Regions from separate parts of the Hordeum vulgare genome. Here region 1 is linked to region 2. A link is a contact called in public Hi-C data. All regions are on one chromosome and are shown on one strand. Each heading gives the region's core, a stretch centred on a gene start, on an enhancer-like site or on the middle of the called end of the contact. The rest is flanking DNA. Distances are from core to core; before and after follow the strand shown. Region 1 has its middle 47 kb from the start of LOC123404270. Region 2 has its middle 19 kb from the start of LOC123402829.

The links. Hi-C and Micro-C count contacts between places; a contact is called where the count stands out from the background.
Region 1: a contact with region 2 is called in a Hi-C map of leaf, with 7 times the contacts expected there. The contact joins two enhancer-like sites. A contact is called at or near these places in 3 of 6 Hi-C or Micro-C datasets (leaf and seedling).

Annotation. Positions count from the first base shown.
Region 1 is chr6H:530,478,001-530,483,011 of MorexV3_pseudomolecules_assembly, forward strand. It overlaps the pseudogene LOC123402604. Among protein-coding and RNA genes, the nearest start is that of LOC123404270, 47 kb to the right of the region's middle. Within about 2 kb of position 1,556, at least 1 of the 3 cell types and tissues checked has open chromatin away from gene starts, as enhancers often do. A contact at or near this core is called in leaf, where this site is marked.
Region 2 is chr6H:530,383,778-530,389,187 of MorexV3_pseudomolecules_assembly, forward strand. It overlaps the pseudogene LOC123402604. Among protein-coding and RNA genes, the nearest start is that of LOC123402829, 19 kb to the left of the region's middle. Within about 2 kb of position 2,019, at least 1 of the 3 cell types and tissues checked has open chromatin away from gene starts, as enhancers often do. A contact at or near this core is called in leaf, where this site is marked.

The DNA.
Region 1 (5,011 bases), core at 306-2,805, 94 kb after region 2:
TTGAGAACTTTTATTTTGAGCCTTGTATAACCTTGTGTAAATTTGACACTTGCATTAACAAAAAGTTGGCTGTGTCTTGTGTGCAACATTTGATGGAGAGGCCAGGAGAAATATCAACTGGAGATGCTTTTACACCAAACATGTTACGTGCATGCCATATACTCATGCAGATACTAGAGATCAGATCGACATAGACGATTCTGTCACCAGTTAAACAAACAAACGCAAACGAAACAGTGTACGATGCAAACAAAAAGCAGAGTGATTTTATGATTAAAGAAGTACGATGTAGGCCTAGTTTTCCATGACCTCATGGGCATCAGCGTTCCTTCTTCACTTTCACCATTTCCTTCTTGCCCTCGGACTTGTATTTGTTGGCGTCACGCACCATCCGCTCGATCTCTTCCTTGCTCAACCCACCCTTGTCGCTGCTGATGATGATGCTGTTCTTGTTTCCAGTCCCCCTGTCCTCCGCCACAACCTTCAGGATTCCGTTTGCTTCGATTTCAAACGTAACTCTGATTGACGGCACGCCCCTCGGCGCTGGAGGGATGCCAGTGAGATCGAACTTGCCGAGAAGATTGTTGTCCCTAGTAAACTCCCCTTCTCCCTCGTACACCGGGATGCTCGCGACCGTCTGGTTGTCAAACCTGGTCGTGTAACTCCCCTCCATCTTAACGGGGATGGTAGTGTTCCTGGGTATCACCACAGACATGTCAATATCTCTTACCCCTATCCCGAGCGAGAGCGGCGTGACGTCCAGCAGGAGAAAGTCCAGCACCTTCTGATCGTACTCGCCGTTGAGGATGGCGGCCTGAACGGCAGCGCCGTAGGCGACGGCCTCATCAGGATTGATTTTCTTGCAGAGCTTCTTACCATCAAATAAATCCTGCAGCATTTGCTGCACCTTGGGGATCTTGGTGGAGCCGCCGACGAGCACGACGTCGTGGATCTGTGACTTGTCCATCTTGGCGTCCCTGAGACACTTCTCCACATGCTCAATGCACTTGCGGAAGAGATCGATGTTGAGCTCCTCAAACCGGGCGCGGGTGATGGTCCCATAGAAGTCAATTGCGTCATGGAGCGAGTCGATCTCAAACTTGGCTTGCGCCATGGAAGACAGCATCCTCTTCGCCCTTTCGCAAGCCGTCCTCAGCCGCATCATTGCCCTCCGGTTGCTTCTTATGTCAGCCTTGTGTTTCTTCAAGAATTCCTCCACGAAATGTTCCACCATTTTGTTATTAAGATCCACCCCTCCAAGGTGGGTGTCCCCGGACGTGGCCTTGACCGTAAAGGTGCCATTGTCAATGTGGATGATAGAGATATCCAAGGTGCCACCACCGAAATCGAATATGATCACCGTCTTCGCTTCACTAGTAACCGACGTATCGTCCAATCGGTAGGCGATGGCTGCAGCGGAGGGCTCATTGATGATCCGTGTGACGTTGAGGCCAGCAATCGTGCCAGCATCAAGGGTGGCCTGGAGTTGTGAGTCGTTGAAGTAGACTGGGACAGTGATGACAGCATCCTTCACCGTGGTATCAAGGTAGGCCTCAGCTGTCTCCCTCATCTTGACAAGCACCATGGAGGAGATTTCTTCAGCTGCAAACTGCTTCTCCTGGCCCATATACTGCACCACGATCATTGGCCGATCACTAGGACCTGAAATGACTTTGAAAGGCCACAACTTCATATCTCCTTGCACTGACTCTTCGCTGAATCGTCGACCAATCAAACGCTTTGCGTCTGAAGAAAATCGATGTAGTTGGTTAAAATAATATATTTTGCAAAGATAGAGGGATGTAAAAAAATGAGGGAATACAAGACTAATTTCAATTCATCATTACAGATTGAAGGACCAACTACATCGCATAACACATTTTAAAAGATCATTTGACCCGACTATTAGAAACCAGCTATATAACAAAATTCCAGGTTCTAAGCAGCTTCACAAAACAGGCCCCAGTTACAAATACAAATTGAATGTCTGTTGTGTTATGATATGGTTGATCACTAATTAAATATGTAATTATTTGTATTTTTTTCTTCTTATGTAGTTTGATTTACTATAATTTGTCCACTAACATCTATAAATATTTACGAAATTTACAGTGATATAATAAAATTAGTAAGCAACCCGATGTTGCCTAAAGAAAAATAAGCCACTCAAATTGTGAATATGAGTCGAAAGTAGTTTTACTACACCTTGGGGATTTACACGCACTATCGAAAACATAGCAAAAAAAAACAAATCTGAAACTTTATGGCTTTGATCATGAAAAAAAATTACATGCTTGCAAATTTTGGTGACCAAATGACACAAAGAGCTTTGTACGAAGAAAACAAAATTTGGGCTCAAATGTGCACTCTTTGTGCAAAATCTGAATTTCATTTGTGTGCAGATCATTTGATATTATTTGGCCACCAAACTTTTGCAAGCACCAAAGAAATTTGTTCAATGCCACAAAGTTTCAGTATTTTTTTGCTGTTTTTTTTTTTTTTACTGTTCACAGTGGGTGCCAGCCATGAACTTGGGTGTAGCCACAAATTTTCCATGGCAGAAACATAGCCACTCAACTTGTGAGTTCTGGAGACGTATGATATATGTTTGTAACTCATACTGACTACTTTTTTATAATTTAGTTGAGCTACATAATCATAGTTTTCAGTTCTCACAAAAATAATAGATTCCCTGCAAAATAGATATGTTACCACATTTCACCGGGAATTCTCTACTGACTTGAATTTTGTGGTTTCTATGTTGTAGTCAAAAAAAATATTTTCCGCAAATTTAATCATATAGGATTAAGTGGACATGGGAACTGAACCTGCATTTCTTTTAATCTGGCATTTTTGGAACCCTGCTAGTTAAAGAGGTTCGTACTTGCTTCGAAGGTTTACATCATAGAATTTCTACCTCATCAGAGATAATTTTCGGATTTACTATCGTTTTGGTTTTTGCGGGAAAGATTTAACACTATCTCAATAAGAAAGATTGTTTTTCATTAAACAATTTTTGTGGTGAAAATGAGTTACATACTCATTTATACTCCCTCTGTAAAGAAATTACTGACCTAAACTCTCTTATAGGAGGGAGTACATTTTATTTTTCTAGATTTAAAATGACTCTTTTTGACAATTATTCGATTGATATGTTCTTAGTATTATCTGGGGAGCATAGGCTGTAACCAAATATAACGAAAAAAAAGGTGCTGGGATCTGAATGGCTGAGTAAGTTTGAGGGCCGAAAAATATCTTGCAAGCCAGAGGTATATATTCTATTAATGGAATTCAGACGTCAGCTCATATATAGTACTCACCGAAGACGGTGTTGGCGGGGTTCATGTCGGCCTGGTTCATGGCCGCATCGCCGATAAGCCTCCATGCGTCGGTGAAGGCGACGCAGGAAGGCGTGGTGAGGTTGCCCTGGTCGTTGGCGATGACCTCCACGCGTTGGTGCACCGGCCGCCACACGGCCACGCAGGAGTAGGTCGTCCCGAGGTCGATGCCGATCGCCGGCCCGTCGCCCTTCGTGCCTGCAGCTGCCATCTCCACGCGACAAAAAGTGGCAGAGGAAAGTGAATAGTGTGACGTTTGGGCATTGCAGGGCTCAATTTAAACGCGTAGTGGAGGAAGGCGAGAGGGCCGTAGCAGCCTACAGCCAATGGGAAACTCGCTATAACTAGTACTAGGAGTACGAGGTAGTAGTAGTAACTTCGGAAGCCGAAGAATTTTACACTGGACTACTCCCTCCGTCCCGCATCTTAGATTATGCACCGTGATCAAATCAGAGAAAAAAACGAGAGAAATCAATACTAATTTGTAAATTAATGTCAATGCATACAATGAATTGATCACTGCATGCCGTGCTAGTTAGCTAGTCTCAAGTCATTAAAAACATACACGTCTCACGTTTTTTATTGGTTGATTTCTTTATTCATGTCAAAAAACAAGAAACAAGATGAAAGTTAATGCACCGTGTCTAAGTGTTTTGGGATTATTTGATTTTCGTAAAATGACTTATACACCAGGACATAGGGAGAGCACGTGAAATGAAGGGTTGCTCGTGCATTTGAATCCTGTGGAGTCTATTAATCACCGGTGTGCCCACTATGCCGGTCAACGGAGTCTATTAATCACCTGTTGCTGCACTGTAAAGAACTCTCTCCTCTGTGGCCTGAGTTGACCTATCTAATCTTAAGGCTTCCTGTGGATCTGCCGGAACAATGGGGCAACGAAACTACCAACAAAGTGAGATCTACAGTCATTATCGCCATCCTTTGGAATATTTTAAAACATCGGAATGCCAAAGTGTTATGTGACGAATCTCAGCCAGTTCATCTAATCCCTCGTTCGGCGGCTGATGACGTCACCCTTTGGTCAAGCAGATGTGCCTCAGAGCCCGCATACAGTACTCTGCGAGACTGGGGCATCATGTTGTTTCATTTCTCTCAGCCAATGTAACTCTTTCTCTTTCTCATTTTCCATTTTTCATTTTTCCTCATTCCACTCACCTCTCCCCCCTCAGACTACTTCCTTGTAAACATTCTATGGTTCTTAATTGAAAAGGTTCAGGCCGGCGTAAGCCCGCCGTAGCACCGTCAAAAAAATCATGTGGACCTCTCGTGCATGGAAGAAAATCCACTCTCCTAGTATCTTTGAGTGTGAGCATGCCTAGGATTTTTACAAACTCTTCTTTCTATCAGTACATTGAAACGCTTGTGTTTTGTCGAAACAAGACAAATTTGTTTCTTACTTTTTTTTTTTGCGAAGGTTAGTACTAGGCCAAATTTCTTGAAGAAACATTGTCACTTGGGAGAAAAAAGGGATTATAGTTCGTGCTAAATAAAAGTAAAAAAATATCACATATTTGTTAAAAATATGTGTCAAGTAAACAATGTCACACATTATAAAACGTAGGTGACATCTAAAACAATATTCATACAATTACAAAATTCTGTACATTTGAAAAAATGTACGTCACACGTTTCAAAGATATGTTTGACATTTG
Region 2 (5,410 bases), core at 769-3,268:
TCGTCGTAAAAGTTATGACGATCTCATCTTATGCGGTTACGACGTTTTTGACTCACATCGTCGTAATTTATATGTAGATTTAATCGCCTCAAACGGCTTACGACAATCTCGGATGAAATCGTCGTAGATTTATGACGAATTCATCAACGACGTCTTAAAAAACATCATGTATGAGCATATTTCTTGTAGTGGTAAGTCTTGAAAGACAACCTGAACTCATCCATGTTTGGCCACAACTTCCCCACTCGAATGACAGGGTTTTCCTTGTCATACACATGCACTAGCTCTTCATCATGTGCATCATCTACATCATCTGTAGCATCTTCCATCAACTGTTCATCTACATCACTCAATTCTCTGTCATCATTATCACTTGTATTAGCTTCATCCTTCTCCTCCTCATCTCTGTCATCCACTGGAATGCCAAATAGTTTGGCCATCTCAGTATGAGCAATTGGTGCAATGACCAAATCAGTAGGCTCCTCCAACTCAACTGCATTCCAATCAACAACATTAACATTTCCCTCTTCTGCATGTGCATTAGCTCCAACGGCTATTACTGTTAGATCCGTCATAATGGGAACGATCTGCCTCTGCGAAGCCCAATCATCATCTGCCTTCTGCATAGCCAAGTGTGACGGCACATAACCTACCTTCGAATCAATATTCAGATCAACGAGCTCAGCAAAAAATTCAGCCCTGAGGCTTGCCCAGCCCTCTTGCCTATCGATTTCAACAACAATATCTTCACCATCTTCAATTCTGACATACTCTCCTTTGAAATGATCATACCGCAATAGTGAAACCTCTTGCTCTGGACCCCAAAGCACGGTTTCCCCAATTTTCTCCACCAATTTCCTCACTGCCTTCTCTTCCATCGACTGTATCTCAATGGGATCAATTTCTGCACAATCAACCTCCTATTTCACAATTGTGTCTCTCTGAATGTTCTCAATGCTACCATCAACTAATTTTGCCGTCGATGGAAAGAAATTGATTGCAAATTCAAATGTTTCAGGAGCAGCATTCCCTGCCCCTCTGTTATAGGCGGGCGGGCAGCGTCAGACAGAGCAAAGATTGCCTTCAATCGCACTCACAAAATGGGCGGGAAGGGAGGCGCATTACCTGTTCGAAGCTGAATCTGGCGGCTCCTTCTCGACCTGACCATGGGCTCCTCTCACCGTGCCGCCCCCTCTCACCTTCTATCGATTTCACCAAGCAAAACAGAGAGCTCAGATCTACAAGGCGAGGGGAGGGGATTGGGACTAGAGTATCGAATTCACTCACCACCATGGCCGCCGCTGCCGCCGAAAGGGGGCTACGCCGAGAAAGAGGGCTCCTCCGCCGTAGCCGCCGTCGGAGCTGAAGATGTCGGGCAGTTTCGGACAACTCTAGTCGGGCAGTTTCACGAGATGCGGTGCTAATTAATTTGGGCCCAAATTAGGTAAGACATGACTTAACGCAAATTGGACTAGTTGACTAAGGTTTTATCGCATGTGGGGCCGTGAGCTATTTTCTTCCTGCAAACCGTCGCACGAGAGCTATTTCATCAAACAACGTCCCATTCCATCCAATTCGCAGGAAAGACGTCGCACACGAGCTATTGGCCCGTGATATCACTCTTGTGTTTCTTCAAGAATTCCAGCACGAAGTGTTCCACCATTCTGTTGTTGAGATCCTCCCATCCAAGGTGGGTGTCACCGGACGTGGCCTTGACCGCAAATGTTCCTTTGTCAATGTTTATGACAGAGATATCCAAGGTACCACCACCAAAATCAAATATGAGCACCGTCTTTGCATCACCACTAACGGACGTGTTGTTAAGACCATAGGCGATAGCTGCGGCAGAGGGCTCGTTGATGATGCGTGTGACGTTGAGGCCAGCGATGATGCCAGCATCAAGGGTGGCCTGGCGCTGCGAGTCGTTGAAGTAGACCGGGACGGTGATAACAACATTCTTTACGGCGGTGTCGAGGTAGGCCTCAGCTGTCTCCCTCATCTTGACAAGAACCATGGAGGAAATTTCTTCGGCTGTGAACTGCCTCTCCTCACCCCTGTACTTCACCACAATCATGGGCCGATCACTAGTACCAGAAATGACTTTGAAAGGCCACAACTTCATATCTCCTTGCACAGACTCTTCGCTGAATCGTCGACCAACAAGTCGTTTAGCGTCTGAAGAAGAATAAATGATGAAATAGTTTCAGTATAGTACATTTCGCGAAGCTAGAGGTACATCAAGAAAACTAGAGACCAAAAGACTAACTTCACTTCATTGCAATAAACACCAGCCACATCACAGAGCACATACATAATTGACCACCTGACTACTACAAAGGACAAACCAGTAATATGACAAATATACCAGGTCCGCAAAGAATTTCCACCAAACAAGTCCACATCACAAATGCAAATTTAATGTTTATTGTCTTGTGACATGGTTGATCACTAATTAAATATGTAATTTTGCAAAAATTCTTCTTGGGTATATAGTTTGCAATAATTTGTGCACTAAAATACACTTCTCTGGATGCCTATATATAGAAAATTAAGCTACTCAATTTTTGCATGTCAGAAATGTATGAGCTTCCATGGGTATATGGAAATAGTAGGTTCCCCTCACAATAAATAAAAAAATAAGTAGAGATATAAATTGCTACATCCAGTTTATAAGCTAGGTCGGGTTAACATTTTATGGAATGAAAACATTTCTCAGTTTTAGATGCATAAATCATTATACTGGAATGTTTTTATTGAGGTAATTATAGTAAAATGTCGTATGTTCATAACCTTTTTTGTGATATAAATATTCAACAATTCTAGTGAAATATTGCTATTATAGAAATTCCTATGGAACTTTGTTGATAGCTTGAGAGAGCCTTCTCTGGACATCACTTAATAAGACGTATCATGCTGTATATCCACCGAATTAATTTGCTTGGCCAAAATTTAAGGTAATTATTAAAATAAAGCAATTTCAGTTAGAAAAAGAACTATTTTGTAAAGTTAGAAAATAAAGCAATTTCAGCCAAAAAAACTAATGTTAAAAATATTTTCCTTGTTTTTTTTGCGGGAATATTTTCCTTATAATTTTTTATTGCGATGAAATATTTTCCTTATAATTAACTAGGAAAATTCCAGCATGTTGCCCATATATAAATATCTACACATTAAGATCCGATATCCTCCATACAAATGTTCTCAGGACCACATTGATTGCACGATTTTTTTTCATGGGAACTTCGGACTCCTGTTACTTTCTTTTTTGTCTTTGTATGATTTTAAAAATGCATCCTGCAGGTTGTTTTTACTAAATATTACTCCCTCTATCTCATAATATAAGAGCGTTTTTGACACTAGTGACATTTTTATATTATGAGACGGAGGGAGTAGTTCATACTATATTTCCTCAAAAGTTTTCCACTAACTTAAAACATGTTGATTTTTTTAGTTTCTCTAAGCTGTAATCAAACAACATTTTGCGCAAGTTTAATCACATGCAATTGGACGGACATGGGAATTTAATCTACATTTTTTAGTCATCCAATATAGTATCCTGCTACTTATAAGAGGTTCTTAATGCTTGTGAGTTGGATGGTTTTATAACGTGGTAGCATTATCTACGGTTCTTAATGTGACTAAATAATAAATGGCACAGAACAATATGAATAAGCCTGGAAGAAAAGATGCTGGAATCAAATAGCTAGCTGTAAGCATTTGGCAAATGACATATCAGGGATGTAAGGCTTTGGCCTTTGGGCATCTCCATCTTGTAGATACTACTGGGATCATCTAAATAAGCAATAATTAAACATATGTAACAGACGCACAAAGCGCCGTCACACAACACCACGATCCTGAGAAACTTAATTAATGAACAGAACAGCTACAACTAAAAAGGAAAAAAAATCGTAGGTGGCAGTCTGTTGGTAGTTCTTTCCTCACCGAAGACGGTGTTGACGGGGTTCATGGCCGCCTGATTCATGGCCGCGTCGCCGATGAGCCGCCAGGTGTCGGTGAAGGCGACGCAGGAAGGCGTGGTGAGGTTGCCCTGGTCGTTGGTGATGACCTCCACGCGTTGGTGCACCGGACGCCACACGGCCACGCAGGAGTAGGTCGTCCCAAGGTCGATCCCGATCGCCGGCCCGCCGCCCTTCGTGCCTGCAGCTGCCATCTCCACGCGACAAAAAGTGGTAGAGGAAAAGGAATAGTGTGACGCTTGGGCATTGCAGGGTTCAATTTAAACGCGTACTGGAGGAAGACGAGAGGACGGCCAGTGGGAAACTCGCTATAGCTTCGGAAGCCGAAGAAGTTTACACTGGAATACTGCGTGAAATGAAGAGTTGTTCGTGCATTTGAATCCCGTAGAGAGTTTTTGTCACACCATTGAAGATGGAAAATTGATGGTTACTCCTGTACCGAAAATGCTAAACATACGGACACTTACATGAGTTTTACGGAGACCTTCCCTCTAATACTCTCCATTCCCCCCCCCCTGATTTTCAGGTGGGTGGGCCCCTCCTTCACCTTAATTCAATGTCAATTTGACACCTCAAACCCAGTCCGTAAAACCCCGTATGAGTCCGTCGACGTAGCATTAGCCCTCCTGTACACATGTCATATTTCACACTAAATTCAGATGGAGGGAGGAAATAACAAAGTGCATTTGTATCACTAATTGCTCTTTTCGCTTACTTCGGTACACGTACGTGTTCAATCGGTTATATTTAGGGGTGTGCTACATGTTCGATGGCTGATCTTTAAAAGAAAAATCAGTCGGGTCATGCACGATGCTTTTAACATTGCAACACAAGTTTTGCTGTAGAATTTTTTAGAACATTTTTTCATTTTCTGTAAGAAAGGTTTGTTGTAGTTTCTTATTTTTGCAACAGAAGTGGTAGTGCAAAATATTCTTCCCAAATAAGGAGGCAGCCTTGGACGGTGGCGTCTCCCGGCTGCAGGCGATGCAGAGGTTGGCAGCACGAGGCAGCGAACTATTCCATGGTGATGGCACACACGCTGGCGACTTGATAGGAATGGCGAGGTGGCTGAGAAAGGTTAGGGACGAGCAGCCCTGGGCGGTGGCGTCTACCGGCTGCAAGGGCGGCACGAGGCGGCGAACTATTCCATGGTGATGGCACACACGCTGGCGACTTGATAGGAATGGAGAGGTGGTTGAGAAAGGTCAGGGACGAGCAGCCCTGGGCGGTGGCGTCTACCGGCTGCAAGGGCGGTGCGAGGCGACGACCTATTCCACAACGGTGGCACGCATGCTACCAACTTGGGAGGAATGGCGAGGTGGTGGAGAAAGGTCGGGGGCGAGCAGATCTGGTCGATAGCGGCAATGCATGGCTCGGGCCGGCGTCGGTATATGTGGCAACACAGCGAAAGAAGCGAGATGAAGGGAGAG